Linked DNA regions of Ovis aries: region 1 is linked to region 2. Evidence: chromatin contacts called from public Hi-C data. All regions are on one chromosome and are shown on one strand. The core of a region is the stretch at or near the end of the contact, and the rest is flanking DNA. Distances in the headings are between cores, read along the strand shown.

The links. A called contact is a pair of places that touch in the nucleus more often than the background predicts.
Region 1: a Hi-C map of blood shows a contact between it and region 2, with 6 times the contacts expected there. The contact joins the enhancer-like site here to the promoter of SPG11 in region 2. A contact is called at or near these places in 4 of 16 Hi-C or Micro-C datasets (blood, liver and tail adipose tissue).

The regions. Positions count from the first base shown.
Region 1 is chr7:101,139,591-101,146,608 of ARS-UI_Ramb_v3.0, forward strand. No RefSeq gene overlaps it. Among named protein-coding and RNA genes, the nearest start is that of B2M, 29 kb to the left of the region's middle. Within about 2 kb of position 2,146, at least 3 of the 54 cell types and tissues checked have an H3K27ac peak or open chromatin away from gene starts, as enhancers often do. A contact at or near this core is called in liver, where this site is marked.
Region 2 is chr7:101,039,316-101,046,768 of ARS-UI_Ramb_v3.0, forward strand. SPG11 (SPG11 vesicle trafficking associated, spatacsin) reads right to left here and starts at 4,818. Exons shown (of 40, transcript XM_042252881.1): 1 at 4,605-4,818; 2 at 1,817-2,001; 3 at 752-976. The coding sequence starts at 4,807.

The sequences.
Region 1 (7,018 bases), core at 896-3,395, 98 kb after region 2:
AAAATTTTTTGGCCTTGCCACATGGCTTGCAGGATCTTAGGGATCCTTGCAGGATCTTGCAGGGATGGCACTTGTCTGGTCTGCAGCAGAAGGGCAGAGTCCCAACCACTGGACCACCGGGGAGCTCCCTATCATCTCCATTTTACTTATGATAAAATTAAGGCTTGGAAAAGAAAAGCAACTTTGGCTTATGACTACATTTTCATTTTTTACTACCCCCGATTACCAATTATATGGTAAAACCTGGTATGTAGTTTTTTTTTTTTTTTATTAGTGTATAATTGCTTTACAATGCTGTGTTAGTTTCTGCTGCAGGACAACATGAATCAGCCATATGTATACCTATATTCCCTCCCTGTGGGACCTCCCTCCCGCCCCACTCCCCCCATCCCATCCTTCTAGGTCATCACAGAGCTGGTATGTAGTTTATTAAACACCACTGTCTACTGCCCCCTTGTTCAAAACTTTTATTTTTGAATAATGAAATAAAATCTCAAAATGCCTTTTTGTGAGATTTTGGACCTCTATGCTAAATAGGTTTTGAAATAACAAACTTCAGAGGTGGAAGGGAAGCCTCAGGAGTTCATATTTTACAGATGGAAGAACTGATTCCAGAGGAGTTAGACATCTTAGCCAAGGTTACTCATCGTTCTGGAGGGTGGAGGGAGACAAGGCTTATCTCTCCTAACCCACTATTCTCGCCCCAGGGTCAAAGACTCAAGAATGTGCTGACTTCAATGTTTAGTACAATCATCTTTACTAAACATTGTTAAACACTGTAACCAACAACAAAACATTCAAGATGAAACAAACGTATTTTTTTACTTTGGGGAACATGATTTCTAGGTGATCATCAGCATTTCATAGCCATTTATTTGGCAAAGAACTTGATCCAATGAATGCTGTGTACCATCAAGGTAAGCATGACACAGCATAACCCAGCAGCTGTTCATAACTTAGGGAGGGGGCAGACGTGCAGTCAAACAGTTAAAATAATTAGGTACAAACATGTTCAAAGGTCTATTGCGCTATACAAATGTGTGAAGCAGTGCTTCTCAGCTGGAGGATGGGTCACACTCCCATATCCCCAGCAGACATTTGGCAATGTTAGGAGATAATTTTGATTCTCACAACTTTGGGGGTGGGGGTGATACTGGCATCTAGTGAGCAGAGGCCAGAGATGTGGCTAAACACCCTCAAATTCATAGGTCAGCTCCCCAACAACAAAGACTTAGGCAGCCCAAACTGTCAGCAGGGCTGAGGCTGAGGTGGTGTACAGGCAGCAAAGTATTTTCTACAAGGGACTGGCTATGGAAGAGTTTACTAAAGAGGTCAAGATTGGGGTGAGGGAGGGTGGGCCCCCAGAGGAAGAATCAGCATGTGCGCAGCCACAGAAGCAGCAGATGCAGGCAATCGCACACACCGGTGGGAGGGTCACGGGCGCAAGGCTGGACACCTAGGTAGGAGCTGACACAGGAGAAAACAGACGGAGCCGGAGGAGCCACTGTGAGAACCGGGTCCTGTTCTGTGCTTAACAGGCCACTCAGGAGCACAGGCCAGGGGCCGGCCGCTGCCAGCGGAGACTGTCGAAGTGCCTAAAATGAGACTTCTCTCATCTTGCGTCCTTACGGTCTGGGGTTCTCCAGGCATGTTACTTTCTCAGAGACACAATGCATAGGCTGTTTCAATGGAATATAAGCTCTCAGGTGGAACAGCTCTCTACTAACGCCACCCAGCTGGGTCTCAACGCTGTGATGATATCAGGAGCAGGGATGAAGTGGTTATTCCTCATGCATTAGTCTTACAGGCAAATGACGACGTTCCACTTTCAGGTAGCAATGTAGGCCAGAAATGGGGATATGTGACCCTTACGATTAGACTGCCACTTTGAATTTAAATGAGTTGTTTTCCATTCCTTGCCAAAAAACGGTGGGCAGGGAGGCTGTTCCAATCAGGGTTTCTCTTTCTCTTAAGCTAACGATGACCAAAGCAACTGACAAACTGTCACGGAATCTGCCAGACCTCACACTGGCCTTCCTGTCTCCCCAGCTCCTGAACTTCCCCTCCTTCTCTCATGCTCTGGGCCCATTCTCAGCAAACTAACAAGTCTCTGACTCCTGATCTGCAGCCATCCTGGAGGCCTGTTGAGCTCTGGTCCAAGTGTCTATCTCTGCCCCCTGGTGGCTTGATGATAGAGCTTCATGGAGGTGAGCAACCTTTCTCTAAGTTAGCTGGTTTCCTGAGTATAATGTGGAAAACTGGATCACAGAAGAGGGCATGGATTTTACAGCATGAAAGAAAATTCAGGGAAAGAGTTAACTTGTGGCAGTTTATAGCTTTATATTCTTTCTAGGCCCTGAATAATTGAGAATTTAGAGAAGAGAGTATGGTAGGAAGTATTGAAATCCATCACAAACTTTTGAGAAAAATTAACTATACAAAAATATACTTTCCTTCTTAATGTAATCATGTTATTATAATTTTATATTAAAAAATTTAATTTGTTCATTATACTATCACACTTGGTATTTAACACTTAAAGTTGAATTGATTAAACATGTTAAATTGAATTCCTTCAAGATCTCTTCAGAGTTAGTGTTTTCTTGATTGTCATATAGATATAAGATGTTTATTTACTAGGACTACAGGAAAGTAAAAAAAACTCACTAAGATTCATCAACAAGAAACTATGACATGAATTATCATTTCCATTAGTTATCACTTCTTATATAGTTTAAATTAGATGTATATTAATCATTAAGATCAGGTTCTAATTTCCCCTATCACAGGACCTTTAGATTTGCTCTTACCCTTCTCTGTCCTTAGCTGTTGAAACAAAAAAGGTGTAACTATTTTGTTTATAATCTCTAGAGAAAAAAGTTTCCATTATTCCCTATTCCTCAGTTCAGTTCAGTTCAGTTCAGTTCAGTCGCGCCGTCATGTCCGACTCTTTGCGACCCCATGAATCGCAGCACGCCAGGCCTCCCTGTTCATCACCATCTCCCGGAGTTCACTCAGACTCACGTCCATTGAGTCAGTGATGCCATCCAGCCATCTCATTCTCTGTCGTCCCCTTCTCCTCCTGCCCCCAATCCCTCCCAGCATCAGTCTTTTCCAATGAGTCAACTCTTCTCATGAGGTGGCCCAAGTACTGGAGCTTCAGCTTCAGCATCATTCCCTCCAAAGCAATCCCAGGGCTGGTCCCCTATTCCTACTACGTTCTTGTTCCTTTACAGTGAGGTCAGTAAAAATAGATGCTTTTTTCTAATAATAAACAAAAATTGTGTAATTGTGAACCTCCCCTTATTTCAAAATTTCAAGCAGAAGCTAGAAAGGAGTGAATTAAATGACTTAAGATCTCGTTCAATTCTGAGCTCTGATAAGTTAAAAAAATTCATAATTCTCCCCTCTTATGTGAAAATGGAGGGATTTGTGAAGCATATGTCTCGCTAGTATGGTAACTCTGCCATGTGATTTGTCCTGTACAGATGAATTGTATTTCTCTGTTCTTTTGGTTAATTCTTCGAAAACCTGCCCATCAAAGTTTTCTTTGAGGTAATAAAAACTGAGAAAAAAATGCTCTTAAATAATGCAACAAAGGTCCTTACCAAACAGCAAATTCCCTTAAATATTTTATTAATCATGATTTCAAAAATCACAATTTAAAAATCAGGAAAAAAAAATCTCAGGGAAAAACTAAGTATTTCTTCTGCAAGTTTCCAAGGACTTCATTACTCCTTGCCTTTTCTCTGTTCTAGAAGAATGTGCTTGGTGAGTGGAGAAGGATGGCTTTCTTAGACAGGCTTAGAAGGATGAAATCAATTCCTGACTTGGATTTCCCTCCCTCTGCCTTAAGGTTGGGCGACTTTCCATAAGGGTCTGTCAGTGGGTGTGATTTCCTAAGATTTCCAGGTAGAGCAATGTCAGAAACTTCTTTGATTTCCAATTACATTCCTCCCTCTAGAGCAGTAGGAGGTTTTTATAGGTTTTTTGCCTCACAAATTTGATCCATTTGATAAATTCAACTGCATAAAACACTGGTTGGCTTTCTGGTGACTAAATGATTATTAGGATAATGGGTTCTTGGTCATACAAACAGACCAAACCCAAGCTTCATCACTTAATTACTATGTAACCTTGGCAAGTTCTTTAACCTCTCTAAGCTTCCATGTCAGTTGGTGCTCGTGGTAAAGAACACTCCTGCCTGTGCAGGAGATGTAAAAGATGTGGGTTCACTCCCTGAGTCGGGAAGATCCCCTGGAGGATGGCATGGCAATCACCTCCAGTATTCATGCCTGGAGAATCCCATGGACAGAGGAGCCGGGTGGGCTATAGTCCTTAGGGTTGCAGATACGACTGGAGTGACTTAACACACAATCTTCAATCTCCATAAAAATGGAAAAATATCTATCTCATAAACTTGTGGTTGTACAGTCACTAAGTCACGTCCAACTCTTTGCGGACTCTATATAGATTTTTATGAGGATTCATTTATACACAGTATTTTACACAATGAAAGATCAATAAATATTAGCTAATAAGATTAAGAGAATCCCTTGTTTTATAGCAGTGGCTATACTCTTGAAAGTCAGGATAACTGGCAAAACCTCAACTGGCAAGATGAATTCACATGAAATACATATATTTCATGTCACAAAATTCACCATTCTATGGTGTTCAATTCAGTGGCTTTTTGCATATTCACAAAGTTATACAGCCATCACCATTATCTAACTGTAGAATGCATTTATCACTCCAAAAGAAACTCCATACCATTAGCAGTCACTCCTCCTTTTCCCCTTGCTCCAGCCCTAGCAACAACTAGGCTACTTAAGTCTTAAAATTTTAATGTTTCTGGTGTATAGTTGATTTACAATGTGGTATTAGTTTCAGTTGTATGGCAAAGTGATTCAGTTATACATACACACATATTTTTTTTTTTTTAGATTATTTTCTCTTACAGGTTCTCACAGAATATTGAGTAGAGTTCCCTGTGTTATACAATTGCTGGTCCTTGCTGGTTATCTATCTTACATATATAGTAGTGTTGCATATTCATCCCAAGCTCTGGATTTGCCCTCCCCCCGACATTTCCCCTTTGGTAATCAAAAGTTTGTTTCTGTTTGGTAAATAAGCTCATTTGTACCATTTAAAAACTTAGATTCCACATGCCAGTGATATTCGATGATATTTGTCTTTCTCTGACTTCATTTAGGGTGACAATCTCTAGGTCCTTCCATGTTGCTGCAAACGGCATTCTTCCCTTCTTTTCATGGCTGAGTAACAAAAAAGGTGTAACTATTTTGTTTATAATCTCTAGAGAAAAAAGTTTCCATTATTCCCTATTCCTCAGTTCAGTTCAGTTCAGTCGCGCCGTCATGTCCGACTCTTTGCGATCCCATGGACTGCAGCACGCCAGGCCTCCCTGTCCCTCACCAACTCCCGGAGTTCACTCAGACTCATGTCCATTGAGTCGGGGATGCCATCCAACCATCTCATCCTCTGTCATCCCCTTCTCCTCCCACCTTCAATCTTTCCCAGCATGAGGGTCTTTTCAAATGATTCAGCTCTTTGCATCTGGTGGCCAAGGTACTGGCCACCAGCATCAGTCCTTTCAATGAATAGTCAGTGTTGATTTCCTTTAGAATGGACTAGTTGGAACTTCTTGCAGTCCAAGGGACTCTCAAGAGTCTTCTCCAACACCACAGTTCAAAAGCATCAATTCTTTGGCATTCAGCTTTCCTTACAGGCCAAATCTTACATCCATACTGGAAAAACCATAGCTTTGACTAGACGGACTTTTGCTGGCAAAGTAATGTCTCTGCTTTCTAATATGCTGTCTAGGTTGGTCATAGCTTTTCTTCCAAGGAGTAAGTGTCTTTTAATTTCATGGCTACAGTTAACATCTGTGGTGATTTTGGAGCCCCCCCAAATAAAGTGTGTCACTGTTTCCACTGTTTCCCCATCTATTTGCCATGAATGATGAGACCAGATGCCATTTTAAGCCAACTTTTTCACTCTCCTCTTTCACTTTCATCAAGAGGCTCTTTAGGTCTTTGCTCTCTTCCCTAAGGGTGTTGTCATCTCCATATCTGGATTCCATCACCTCCACTTGCTTTGTTCATAGTGATGCTTTCTAAGGCCCACTTGACTTCACATTCCACCCTACATATCTGCATTTTTTTTTTTGGCCTTACGTTTAAAATTCATCTTCTAGATTCTGTTTCTTTATGATTCTCCATGGCGTGACCTTTTTGCTTCAAACTCTACCTCATGGAAACCTTAAACCTTCTGCTTCGATCGTCAATTTCCTGATTCTCTCTCTTGTTTCCAGAGCTAAATTCACAAGAGGTTCTGTTTTTCCCATACCATCTTTTTTCACTGAGCCACATCTTGGGTTGTTGAACAGCCTACGGAATGGGTCAGAAGCTGACCTGTATTTTAATCACTTGGGAGAAGGTCAGTGGAGGTCACAAGCTATACAGAGGCTTGACCTTTAGCATGGACTATGGGAATGACAGCAACTGTATCAATGTATCTAGTAGGTCCTGGGGGGTGAATCTTAGTTTAAAAATCCAGCTGTGGGAAGGACAGAGCACAGCCTTTTCTATAACACTGCTTAATATTGACTTTGAGTCCCTATACCTGTTGCTGGAAGGAAATGTAACTTGTAATCTTTGAAGAGAGGCATCTACATTGATGACTGCTGAAAGTCCATTACTTAATCTGATTAAGATGGTGTATGAAAGACATATTGAAATATCCTCCCCTACCCTCTCCCCAGCCCTTTTCTACATACATAAAAGGATTTGATAAATGGTCAAAAACAATTTAAGCGTCGGTTTTCAAGTGTTAGAATAAAACACTTTCTTCTCTCAGAAATCCACCCAACTTGAAACTATAAAGAGAATGAAAAACAGACAAAAGAGATAAATGAAAACAGATAAAAATAGTCTGTAAGCCTGGACTACAGCCTATGACTACAGCCCAGTATAGCAAAAGTCAAACAGGAATGTGA
Region 2 (7,453 bases), core at 3,568-6,067:
CCTGGGTTAGGAAGATCCCCTGGAGGAGGAAATGGCAACCCACTCCAGTATTCTTGCCTGGAGAATCCCATGGACAGAGGAACCTAGCAGGCTACAGTCCACGGGGTCACAAAGAGTCGGACATGACTCAGCAAGCATGCACACAAATGAAATATGTAAAATAGGAAAGAAAATGAAATAAAAGCCCCCAAAACACTACTATAAGGGTTGTTCTTCAAATAATCTTCAATATAATTCTGCTGGTGACCTATGAATCTAAGGAAAAAACAAATCTGTGACAGTTTCCAAAAACAAACGTAAAAAAACAGTTATGCAAACAATATGATTTCCTAATATGACAGAAGCATTAGAGGCAGTAAAAGAGATAAGATTATACTCATACACAAAAATGTGTGTATTACATCATAAGCAGTCATCTAAATCCCTCCTGGAACAAGCACAAAACAGATATTTAATAAATAATATTTTAAATAAATGGGTAATACAGAATATACCCAATTTAAAAATATAGATAAGCTGGATGATTACGACTATGAAAAAATGTATATTTATAAACTGAAAAATATCTGAATGGAATATAGAGCAATGCAGTTGAGTATCTGAAGTTCATGAACAGCTTTTTCTCTGAAAGTTTTACTGAAAAATTAACCATTCCACCTATAGCCCAGTCCCTAAACCTATGAGCCTAAAAAGGCTCATTTTCCTAGGTATTCTCCTCCCCCGACATCAACATCTTTACCAAAAAGGATACAGATCCAGCCTAAACTACTCAAAACAAAGAGAATTCCTTTGCAGAGCTGCGTGTCAATAATCCTGTCCACTGCCTGCGCAGGTAAGGGCAACGTGTAACAGCTGAGTACCCTAATTTCAGCATCTCTTTCAGGAAACATAACATGTAGGACAACACATTTGTTGATGAACAATAATGATGTGTTGTTGTGAAACGACAGAATCCTCAAAGATAACAAGGAAATACCTATAAAACAAAAGGACATCACATCAAACTCACTGGTCACAATTTTACAACTGGTAAATTTGGTGCTGCTACCATAACACAAACAGATGAAACAAGAAAGAATCAGCATTTATCTTAGTCCAACTCTGGACAATTACTGATCACACTCAGCTGAGCAAGTGGTCACTGGAAGGTAGCTGAGGGAATGAACGAAGATGACCTACACTCTCTCTGTGCCTTCTGTTTCCGGCCAGAGTGTGATTTAAAAACCCACAGGATGATTAAAAAAGGTTCCTACCCACGAGACCCCTACGAACCATCACAGACTCGATTTTTAAAAGGAAGAGACATAAGCAGGGTGGCAAGAACGCTACTGCCTTAAAAATAAATGCCTGAGTGCTTTGATTTCTGCTCCCTGAAGCCCTCTGGATAGGATGTAGCAAACAGCTCTGTGACCAGCCTAGATCAGCAGATTAACCAAGAGAAATATAATGTCAGCCACAAAAAAAATTTAAAACTTTCCAGTAACAGCACTGAAAAAAGAAACAGGTAAAACTAATTTTATATTAGTTACCTCATCTTCAATACATCAACATATAACTAATACAAAAACTATTAATGAGCTATTTTACTTTTTTAGTACCAAGTTTTCAAATCTGGAATGTACTTGACATTTAAAGGACATATTAATTCATACTAACCACATTGACAGCTCAACAGCCTCATGTACCTAGTGCCTACTATACTAGACAGGGCAAATACCCCTCCCTGGTTTTACCTCTATAAGAACTGCTCCTGAAATACATGCAGTTAGAGTTATGCAGATTCAAACATGCTGAAAGACTACCTGCAAACACTTACTGATATTTTGATCTTCAACAAGCTTCTGCAATGTCTTCTCACTACAGCTACACAAAACGGTTGCATCACATCTTCCATCTTCCAAATTAAATTCATAGATGAGCAGTTCATAATTTTCAGTAAGAGCAACCAGTCTGGGCTTGTTGTTTGGTGTCCCACTGTGATGAGAATCCTCCCATACAAACCTAAGGAAAAAGTTTAGACTATTATATTCTACATCCACAATAATACTTACCCACAACGGTGAGGGTAAAATGGCAGGAAGAGTAGAGAACTTCTTGGTTCACCTAATCACATTCATTCTATATACAACCTAAGGGGATGTAAACTGCTCTAGATTTCAGCCCCTTTTCCCTTTCTCCTTCCCTTTCCTCACTTCTTTCCCCTCAACATCCTTCAGGGCAACACAAGAATACAGGAATGGGTGGTGACGAGGGGGCAAAGAGCAAGAAATGGTGACTGCTCTTATTCCATTTCATCCTAAACGAGGACTGATGCTACGCTCAAAGAAACTGTCATGATCAAGGATAAGTTTCAATAACCAAATGTCTATTATTTATACACGATGGTCTTCACAATAAACAAAAAATATGTTCTGCTAAAATAGACGCTTTCAGTCACATTTTAAAAAAGTGATTATTGCATTTATAGACTTCGAAGACTTTAAAGAGGCATATCACAGAAGAACTCTGTCCAACAGAACTCTCCATGAGACCGAAGTGTTCTAAGAATCTGCAAGGTCCAATACAGTAGCCAACTGCCACATGGCTACTCAGCACTGGAAACATGCTCAGTGAGTGCAACCGAGGAACTAAATTTTCAATTTTAAGTCACATGTGGCTAATGGCTACCATATGGGACAGTGCAGTTACAAAATATATAACGCAGTACAAAGTCAACATACCAACATGGCTAACAAGGATGGAAAGAGACTATTAATGCAAGCTTCAAGTTAAATAGTTACATTTAAAAACAAGAGCCCAGATTTCGAAAACAATGCAGATGAAGCTACCATGCTGATAGTTTCTTTCTTTTAAGAAAGCTTTTTTCCAAAATAGTAAGTTTTACATCTAAAAACAGTGAACTTGGCGCCATGTCAGAGAAAATATACTGACATTTTGTACTTTTGTCTTTATACCTAGAATGTCTCATAAACAGCCAATACATGACTGTTTACACTGAAATCTGAAAATGTCAAATTAAAATATATTTAAAAGCAAAATACTGTGAAACAAGTAACATCATTAGCACATGGGACCATACTGCCACGTGCAAAGACAGACTTTTCAGTGAACAGATTACACAACGCACAATGATTCAACAATATATGCAAAAAACGTGTATATCGGTAGTCTACCAACATGCGATATTGGCAGAAAAAAGAAAGTCGCTCAGTCGTGTCCGACTCTCCGGCATTGCAGGCGGCTTCTTTACAAAGTGAGCTATCAGGGAAGTGCCATTGGTAGAAAAGCAGGAAGCAAATTCTGAACCCTATAAATTTGTCCTTATTTTTACCCGATGAATTATTCGAATTAACATTAAATTCAGTTAGAAAAAAAGCTAAAACGTTGTCCTCCATGCTCTGCCTCCCACTAGTTTCACGCAACAGCTTCCATAAGCCCCCCAGTTGCTTCAGGTCAGTTCTCCTTATCTTCTGTTGGGATCTCTGACTCATTCCTCTCTTTACAGGACTGTGTTCACCGATACTTAACAATGTGGAATCAACTAACTTGAGGAGAGAGAATCCTTTTCCTAGAAGCTGCTGCTGCTGCTGCTAAGTCGCTTCAGTCGTGTCCGACTCTGTGCAACCCCACAGACGGCAGCCCACCAGGCTCCACCGTCCTGGGATTCTCCAGGCAAGAACACTGAAGTGGGTTGCCATTCCCTTCTCCAATGCAAGAAAGTGAAACGTGAACGTGAAGTCGCTCAGTCGTGTCTGACCCTCAGCGACCCCATGGACTGCAGCCTTCCAGCTCCTCCATCCATGGGATTTTCCAGGCAAGAGTATTGGAGTGGGGTGCCATTGCCTTCTCCTCCTAGAAGCTAGAGACCAGGAATAAAGATACCAAACGAACCTCTACTGTGAGGCACTGCTCTAAGACCTGGAGATTCCAAGACTCTGGCTACTAAAGTCGTAATTTCAGAAACATTCCTAAAACGTTTTATTGAAGAGTCCAAAGCCTCGGATGGCACTCTCAAACTTAACGATATAAAATGTAAGAGTTACAGACGATTGAAATTGTTTCTTTTCTGTCTAACCGACCAAAAAGCCTCACGTGTATTAAGAACTGTCTTACTACACCTTTTAGGCACTACTCCTAGGTAACGTGCAGCGCGCATAATAAGCATTTCTTAGGAAAATACATTAATGAGTAGAAAATGCAGGCTCTATCCTTCAAAGGGGAGCGGGGGGAGGAAGCCCCAAAGTGAAGGAAACAGCTATCCGTATCGCGCATTAGAATAACAGGACAATGGAAATGAGATGATGCCCCCCGGCTGGCGTCTTCAACAGATTTAACTGAAGAAACGGGCGTGGGGGAACAGCACGGTGACGAGAAATCAAACTATGTCGAACGAATAAAAAGCTCAGCGCCCAAACAGGGACTCCTACAGCTCCCCGCGTGCGGCCTCCGCCCAGCGGGAACGCAAGAGGGGAACTCGACCACCATGCGGCTCTGAGGGGGGCCGGGCCCGCCTTGGGCGGGCGCCCCGCCGTCACTCCGCTCCCGCCGCCCCCAGGCCAGCAGAGGCGCGCTCCCTCACCGCCCGGCCCGGCCGCAGCTCTTACTGCCGAAAACAGCCTTCCAGCAGGCAGTCGCCCCCGCCTCGGCCGCCCGGCGCCAAGGGGAGCACGTGAAGGCTGCCTGAAGCCGTCAGACTGCCCAGGGCCGCCTGCTCTCTGTGCAGCTGCGCCCGGGGCCCCAGCCGCCCTCTGGCCTCGGCGGAGACCGGCACTAACAAAACGGGCAGCACCCGCTCCTCCGCAGCCATCCTAGCCCGCCGCCCCTTCCGGGCCGCGTGCCGCGTCCTGCGCCTGCGCACTGCGCCCAGCCCACTCTCCGCCTCTTGATTCCCCGCCGCGTCGTGCGCCTGCGCGGTGCGTCTGACCCGCTCCACCTCGTGACCCCCCCTCCCGTCGCGTCGTGCGCCTGCGCCGTGCGTCTGACCCGCTCCACCTCGTGACCCCGCCTCCCGTCGCGTCGTGCGCCTGCGCGATGCGGCGACCCGCTCCCCGCCTCGTGACCCCCGGCGCCGCCCACGCCTGCGATACCAAGTCTTCGTTTCAGGGCGAGAAAGTTGGGGGTTTTAGTTAGCGGCCGAAGAGGGACCTGGCAACTGTTTCCAATGTCCCGTCACCCTCTGCTCTCTCACCCTTGCTGCCAGCCCCTGCCTCTCTATCCACCTCTTCAGCTCAGTTCAGTCGCTCAGCCGTGTCCGGCTCTGCGACCGCATGAACTGCAGCACAAAAGGCCTTGCTGTCCATCTCCAACTCCCGGAATTTACCCAAAATCGTGTCCATCGAGTCGGTGATGCCATCCAACCATCTCATCCTCTGTCGTCCCCTTCTCCTGCCCTCAATCTTTCCCAGCATCAGGGTCTTTTCAGATGAGTCAGCTCTTTGCATCAGGTGGCCAAAGTATTGGAGTTTCCGCTTCAGCTTCAGTCCTTCCAATGAATATTCAGGACTGATCTCCTTTAGGATGGACTGGTTGGATCTCCTTGGAGTCCAAGGGACTCTCAAGATTGTCTTCTCCACCTCCACAGTTCAAAAGCATCAATTCTTCGTTGCTCACCTTTCTTTATAGTCCAACTCTCACATCCATACATGACTGCTGGGAAAAACATAGCTTTGACTAGTTGGACCTTTCTCAGCAAGGTAATGTCTATGCTTTATAATACGCTGTCTAGGTTAGTCATAACTTTTCTTCCAAGAAGCAAGAGTGTTTTAATTTTATGGCTGCACTCACCATCTGCAGTAATTTTGGAGCCTCCCAAAATAAAGTCTGTCACTGTTTCCACCATTTCCCCATCTGTTTGCCATGAAGTGATGGGGCCAAGAGCCATCTTAGTTTTCTGAAAGTTGAGTTTCAAGCCAACTTTTTCACTCTCCTCTTTCACTTTCATCAAGAGGCTCTTTAGTTCTTCACTTTCTGCCATAAGGGTGGTGTCATCTGCATGTCTGAGGTTATTGATATTTCTCCCAGCAATCTTGATTCCAGCTTGTGCTTCATCCAGCCTAGCTTTTCTCATGATGTACTCTACATATAAGTTAAATAAGCAGGGTAACAATATACATCCTTGATGTACTCCTTTCCTAATTTGGAACCAGTCTGTTGTTCCATGTCCAGTTCTAACTTGCTTCCTGACCTCCATACAAGTTTCTCAAGAGGCAGGTCAGGTGGTCTGGTATTCCCCTCTCAGAATATTCCACAGTTTATTTTGATGCACACAGTCAAAGGCTTTGGCATAGTCGATAAATCAGAAATAGATGTTTTCTGGAACTCTCTTGCTTTTTCTGTGATCCAACGGATGTTGGCAATTTGATCTCTGGTTCCTCTGCCTTTTCTAAAACCAGCTTGAACATCTGGATGTTTACGGGTCACGTACTGTTGAAGCCTGGCTTGGAGAATTTTGAGCATTCCTTTACTAGAGTGTGAGATGAGTGCAATTGTGCGGTAGTTTGAGCATTCTTTGGCATTGCCTTTCTTTGGGATTGAAATGAAAACTGACCTTTTCCAGTCCTGTGGCCACTGCTGAGTTTTCCAAATTTGCTGCCATATTGAGTGCAGTGCTTTCACAACATTATCTTTTAGGATTTGAAATAGCTCAACTGGAATTCCATCGCCTCCACTAGCTTTGTTTGTAGAGATGCTTCCTAAGGCTCACTTGCCTTCGAATTCTAGGATGTCTGGCTCTAGGTTGGTGATCACGCCATGGGTGATGGGTCATGAAGATCTGTTTTTGTATAGTTCTTCTGTGTATTCTTGCCACCTCTTCTTAATATCTTCTGCTTCTGTTAGGTCCATGCCATTTTTGTCCTTTATTGTGCCCATCTTTGCATGAAATGTTCCTTTGGTATTTCTGATTTTCTTAAAGAGATCTCTAGACTTTCCCATTTTATTGTTTTCCTCTTTTTCTTTGCATTGCTCTCTGAGGAAGGCTTTCTTAGCTCTCCTTGCTCTTCTTTGGAATGCTGCATTCAAATGGGTATATCTTTCCTTTTCTCCTTTGCCTTTCACTTCTCTTCTTTTCACAGCTATTTGTAAGGCCTCCTCAGACAACCATTTTGCCTTTTTGCATTTCTTTTCTTTGGGGATGGTCTTGATCGCTGCCTCCTGTACAATGTCATGAACCTCCCTCTGTAGTTCATCAGACACTCTATCAGATCTAATCCCTTGAATCTATTTGTCACTTCCACTGTATAATCATAAGGGATTTGATTTAGGTTATACCTGAATGGTCTAGTGGTTTTCCCTACTTTCTTCAATTTCAGTCTGAATTTGGCAATAAGGAGCCCATGATCTGAACCACAGTCAGCTCCCGGTCTTGTTTTTGCTAACTGTATAGAGCTTCTCCATTTTTGGCTGCAAAGAATATAATCAGCCTGATTTTGGTGTTGACCATCTGGTGATGTCC